2 separate regions of the Anas platyrhynchos genome follow, and region 1 is linked to region 2. The links are chromatin contacts, called in public Hi-C maps. All regions are on one chromosome and are shown on one strand. Each heading gives the region's core, a stretch centred on a gene start, on an enhancer-like site or on the middle of the called end of the contact. The rest is flanking DNA. Distances are from core to core; before and after follow the strand shown.

Region 1 (2,700 bases), core at 152-2,651, 57 kb after region 2:
AGAAGTAACCCATGGTCAGCTCTGAAGAGTGAGTGAAACAACAGGGAAGCAACAAATGAGCAGAAAATGCAAGGACCAAGCAGAAGGGTGGGAGACAGCCTAGCTGGGCAGAAATTGGCAGTGACTACAAGAACTGAGGAGTGCTGGGAGCTGAATGCCCCAGGAGGGTCCCGGAGATCTGGGTGGCGTACAGGAGCAGCTGAGGAGGCTGACAGCCGAGATGAGAAGATGGAGTCAGTTTTCTCCAGAAGCTGTGGCATGTCGGTAAGCTTGTAGGGACTTGTTAGTAAAACATGAAGGGAGTTCTTACGCTGGATGTCTGTGTGTAGCAATGCTGAGTGCCACTCCCCAGAAACTGTGGAAATTCAGAGTGCTTAAGGTCTTCAGGGCAGTGGCTTCTTGGATCTTTCGGTTATTGCGGCTATCACCCTGAACTACAAATAACGTAGCTCAAAGCTCTCCCCAGCACACAGAACAGGTATAAATGGTGGCTTGGAAATAGGGGCAGAACCCTGCCAACGCAGGGCTGAGGAGAAAAGGTGGAGGAGACTGGAGAATAATGTTAAAAGGAAAGTGAGCAGTGCTTGTGATATAGTATACGTGTTTGCAAAGCAATGATCAGGGAGGAGAGACTGACTGAGGCAAAGGAAAAGGAGACTAGAGAGATACTGCAGTGTACACAGTGCTCTGGTTACAAAGCAAAGCCTGTAAGCAACACACTTGCATGGTGGTCACACTGCAATGGGGTTGGGCAAGGAGTTAATCTGCATTTGGCATTTCAGCCAAGTTCAGTGCTGCTATAAAACACAGGCTTGCCAACTCCTGATACAAAGGATTTTTTTTTCCTTTTTAAAAATTTGCCTTCCCCCCTTGTCACTGGGCTCTAGCTGAGCCTTCCTGGGGCGCTTTGCACGTGCTGGCTCCCCGGCCACAGGGCTGCTGGCACAGCGCAGGGCACCGGTGCCAGTGCCAATGCCTGTGCCAATGCCAACACCAGTATCGAGAGGCTCCAGCAGGACCATGCTAGCCAAATCTGTTCTCCCAGGCTCACCGGCCTGCCCTGAGGGGACAGTTTCAGCCCAGCAGGCTGGCCGAGAGCTCTCTGCACCGTTCATTTTTTTGGTACGCGGTGCTCGGAGGCCTTGCTGCGCTCAGCCTCCCTTCACGCCTCAATTAACTCGAGATTTCTGCTCCTCGCCCCGCTCCCTGCCTCAGCCCAGCTCCGGCTCGGCTCGCACAGAGGCAGAAGGACCTGGAGGGGCTGCCCCCAAGCAACAACAAGAGCGGGCAGTCCTGGAAACCCCCCTGCCAAACGCCTCCAGGGCGCCCGAGGGCCTGGGCTGGGCCCGGGTCGCCCCTGACAGGGCAGCGGGGCCCGGCTGCCGCGGCCCCCGGGTGCCGCCTGCTGGCTGCCGGCACGGCCCGGCCCGGGGATATAAAACGGGAGCGCATCGCTCCTCGGCGGTGCAGGGGGGAGAAACAAGCGGCAGAAGCAGGCTGGCACGGAGCTCCGGCAGCTGTAGGAAGGGGTGGCTGCGGCTGAGTTAGCGGGCAGCCCGCACGGCGTGAAGCAGCACCCGTGGCTGCAGGTTTGGTGGGAGGAAAGACTTTCGTATCCTGCCGCTTGCCATAAAAACCTGAGGGGTGAGCTGACGACAGCTGGAGAACCGCGATAAGAGCAGTTCGTGCAAATGTGGATTTTTTTTTTTTATTTTTGTTTTTTTTTTTTAAACCATTTCACTTTTCCATTAAATCTTGTGTCTGGGCAGCGAGTACGCTGTGTCCCCACACATGTATTTTGTGTACCTTTTCCCTAGACGTGTATTTAGTGCCAGCTGGCAGGATGAAGCTCCTCTCCCTTGGAAGCCTCAGGGTGCAGGGCTGGGTGAGCCCCCCAGAAAGCAGCAGCTTGATTTTAGCTGCAACGTAGCAACTCCGAGTCAGGCCTGTCCTTATTGAGGCTGAGATGCAGCCTGAAAACAAGGGTACCTGATGTAGACACTCACACAGGCAACAGGACTGGCTCCCCTGTCCGCTTTGGTAGGGGAGGGCTGGGGCTGGCATAGCCACCTGCGGGGCTGGGGGCTCTGGGGTCCAGAGATGCTCCAGCTCAAGGCCAGAGATGTCTGCAACCACTTCTCACTGTATGGTTTGCTCCAGGGGCCATTCTGCCCAGCTCATCTCCCCGCTCAAAGGACACCGTGTACTGCAACAGGTGGAGCTCCCAAAGACGGTTCCAAGGGTTCTTCTCTCCCCCCCTATTTTTTTCTTTCTGTTTTTTCCCCTTTGTTATAAAGGCTGGAAGGACCACACTGGAAGATGAATTGTGCTGCCCTGGCTAACTACTTCTGCTAAGCTTTAATAGGCTTGCGAAACAGATGGGTAGAACCCAACCAAGGAGGGTGAAATAATTAGGGTTGGAATGCGGGGCTTTTGTCCCTGCCATCATTATCCCTGGGCCAGATCAGAAACATTAGACATCCAACAGGTGATGTTTTCAGACGAAGAAACGAACAGTTCCTCCTTTCTCTAAAGGCTACATACTTTTGCTATCTAATCAGTAATACAGACCAGGGAGGTGCTGACAAAAGTAAGAATAGCTGATGACTTCATCGGTGTGGCAGCAGCTCTCCCTTTAAAGCGTCAGCAATTCATTGTGGGTTTTTGAAGCTCTTTTTTTTTTTTTTTTTTTTTTTTTTT
Region 2 (2,700 bases), core at 115-2,614:
TTTTTTATTCAACGACTCTTAAGACTGGGAGGAGATACCCACTTAGACATCATCATCTCTGACAGCTGAGCAGAATTTCTACATTGACTCCTCTGGGAATAAAAGAAGCTTTCCAAACCAGCGTTCAATTATCTGAGTTAAAAGTGGTGCCAGTCCAAAAAAGCACGCATGTGGGAAAATGAATTCCTTGACATGAGGCCCCTGCTGACTGCTCAAAAGCATTAGCTGAGAAATTGAGAAACTGCTTCCTATTCCTTCTGGCCGTATAAAGGCTAATGCGCAAGCTTATGCAATTTTGGAGTATAACTTCATGAAGTCAACAGTGAAAGAAACAAACAGAGCAACCACAGAACAAAAACCTGCTCAAAACAGGCTGAGTATATGGCAGCAACATCTGGAGATAAGAAAATAGGAAAGGAAAAGCAAACAAAGCAAAAAAATCTTAATGGAGAGATCACAGCACAACTTAACAGAAACTACAAGAAAGAAATCATAATGTACACACTCTGCACAAGGATTTAGGAAGTGCCTGAAACCCCTGCCACTGCCAGGCACCATTGAGAACCCGAAGCAGCAGCCAGGAGCCTCCGCTCAGGCTTTGTTCAGCTTCGGTGTTCATGCAGGTCCTGCAACGAACCGCTGTGGGTGTGCACATAGGAACTAATACTCAACTAGAAAAGACTTCATGGGTACATTTGACTTAATTTACCGGGAGTGAAATGCGTTCCTAAAATGAGATTTGAAGTTGGAATGGCTCCTTCACTAAATTAAATGCTCCTGATGTGGCTGTGTAAAGCATTCCTCACCAGCAGCAGTGTCTGGTAGCACGCGTGTGATAGAGTTGAACCAGACTTGCTGAGCTTGTGCAGATCCTTTGGGGAATACAAAACTTACCGAATGCAGATGGCTCAGCACCACACACACACAGGCTGCTCACATGAGAGGACAGGAGGAAGATTTTGGCAAATAAACCTGTGCTGCCGCAGCCATGAAGATTATGCAGCCCATTCAACAAGGAATTCCACTGTTTTGAAACTGCCTTTCTACAAAAGCGACAATAACAACACGCACACAATTTAATTAAATTAGTTAATTATACCAGACAAGACTACCATGCAACATTATCACTCTTAAACCCAGAGAGGTGAGCTGGGTGAGTAACTTCTTAATGAAGAAGTTACTATGTTCGGTTTTTTGTCCTATTGCACAGTCTCCAACACTACAGACAAAACGCATTACAAAACAATTATTAAGAGTGCAAAGTCAACCAGTTCAGAAAGCACCAGAATGTCAATGACTTAGGCATCTTTTATTCAGATCGTTACAACTACATGCTTGATGCTGATTCTCACGGCGTCATCCCATGACACACTTTTGCACAAGACCTCTGACACACCACACAAAGCACCGTACTCTGTGAGTACTGTCCAGGGTTTGCATTTGTTGCATTTTCAAGTAGCAGCCACCATGCTGTATTTACTGCAGTTGGTGTGCTCAAACTGCTCTGGTACATGCCTGTATTACTGTAGACTGCTTGCGTGATGGATCAATCATACAGGATCGTGGAAAGATGGAATTCCTGGGTTTGTATTTTCCTTAGAGAGATCAAAGGAATAATTTGGGTGTCCCAAGTCATGCCAAGAATCTCAGTTAAACATGGGAAGTACCTGGTTTGTGTCCGGAACCGTGCAGAGCAGCAAATCCCCTGTGCCCAGTGTCACTTTAAAATCACTGCACATGGAAAACCTACTTTAGATGTAAGTGCATTAAATAAATAAGTGATGCTTCAATGTTTAAACACTGGATTTCAGTACTTTTTAATCCATCCTATGGGAATACTTTGGACATACAATAAAATTTCCTCTTGAGTCTTTCTATTGCATTCACTGTTATTGTCTAAGTGCTCTGTGAATACTAATTGTTTTTTCACCATCCCTGTCAGACAGATCATGTCATTAATCTGCAAAGAGAAAACCCAACATTATATGGTAATTTAACTGTCAAATATCAGTCCTACAATCTGATTTTGCAGAATTACACGCAACTTCATACACTCAAATACAGCCTCTCCTAATTTACATATTTTTGTATTTTAAACACGTATTATTTAAGTTTTTTTTGTTGGTTTTTTTTTTTAAGTATACCAGTATTATGATCATGTTATTATGTAAAATAACACTTGGCCTAACATCTGAACAAATATAGCATAAAAAATAAAAGCACGTCTTAATAAATTGGGGCACTCCCTGTAGCATAACTGAACAGCCTCAGTGAAAAGTAACACCATAAAAATATAGATATAAAAGGTAATAATGACTCTTAAATGCAGGCACCCAGTTCTCCTTTGCAAGAACTATGTGAAACCTAGATAGAAAGCACTGAAAAGCTGTGGTCAGGTACTAATAGATATAAACATCATTACTACATCAGATAATAGCTATTGCAAAGCGATGCTGTATGTCATTACACTGTTGTGCAAAATAAAAAGCCAGTAAACGCAAAATAGACAGGTATAAACTGCAATAATGCAAGTTAAGAGGCTTATTTGGCAGCATATCCTTGGCATAAGATTCAAGCAGAAAACTCTTGGGATGCTTGTGCCAAGCAGGTTTTCAGCTGTTTCCTAATGGAGATGCACGTAATACTTCAGTTCGCTGCATTCCTCGTGGCTTTTCACACAGCTTAGAAGCCACCAGAGAC

Evidence for each region. A called contact is a pair of places that touch in the nucleus more often than the background predicts.
Region 1: a Hi-C map of liver shows a contact between it and region 2, with 3 times the contacts expected there. The contact joins two enhancer-like sites. A contact is called at or near these places in 2 of 8 Hi-C or Micro-C datasets (liver and skeletal muscle).

Annotation. Positions count from the first base shown.
Region 1 is chr1:41,803,915-41,806,614 of IASCAAS_PekinDuck_T2T, forward strand. No RefSeq gene overlaps it. Among named protein-coding and RNA genes, the nearest start is that of PAWR, 9.1 kb to the left of the region's middle. Within about 2 kb of position 1,402, at least 4 of the 8 cell types and tissues checked have an H3K27ac peak or open chromatin away from gene starts, as enhancers often do.
Region 2 is chr1:41,746,502-41,749,201 of IASCAAS_PekinDuck_T2T, forward strand. The region is part of intron 3 of PAWR (pro-apoptotic WT1 regulator); the gene reads right to left. Among named protein-coding and RNA genes, the nearest start is that of PAWR, 48 kb to the right of the region's middle. Within about 2 kb of position 1,365, at least 1 of the 8 cell types and tissues checked has an H3K27ac peak or open chromatin away from gene starts, as enhancers often do.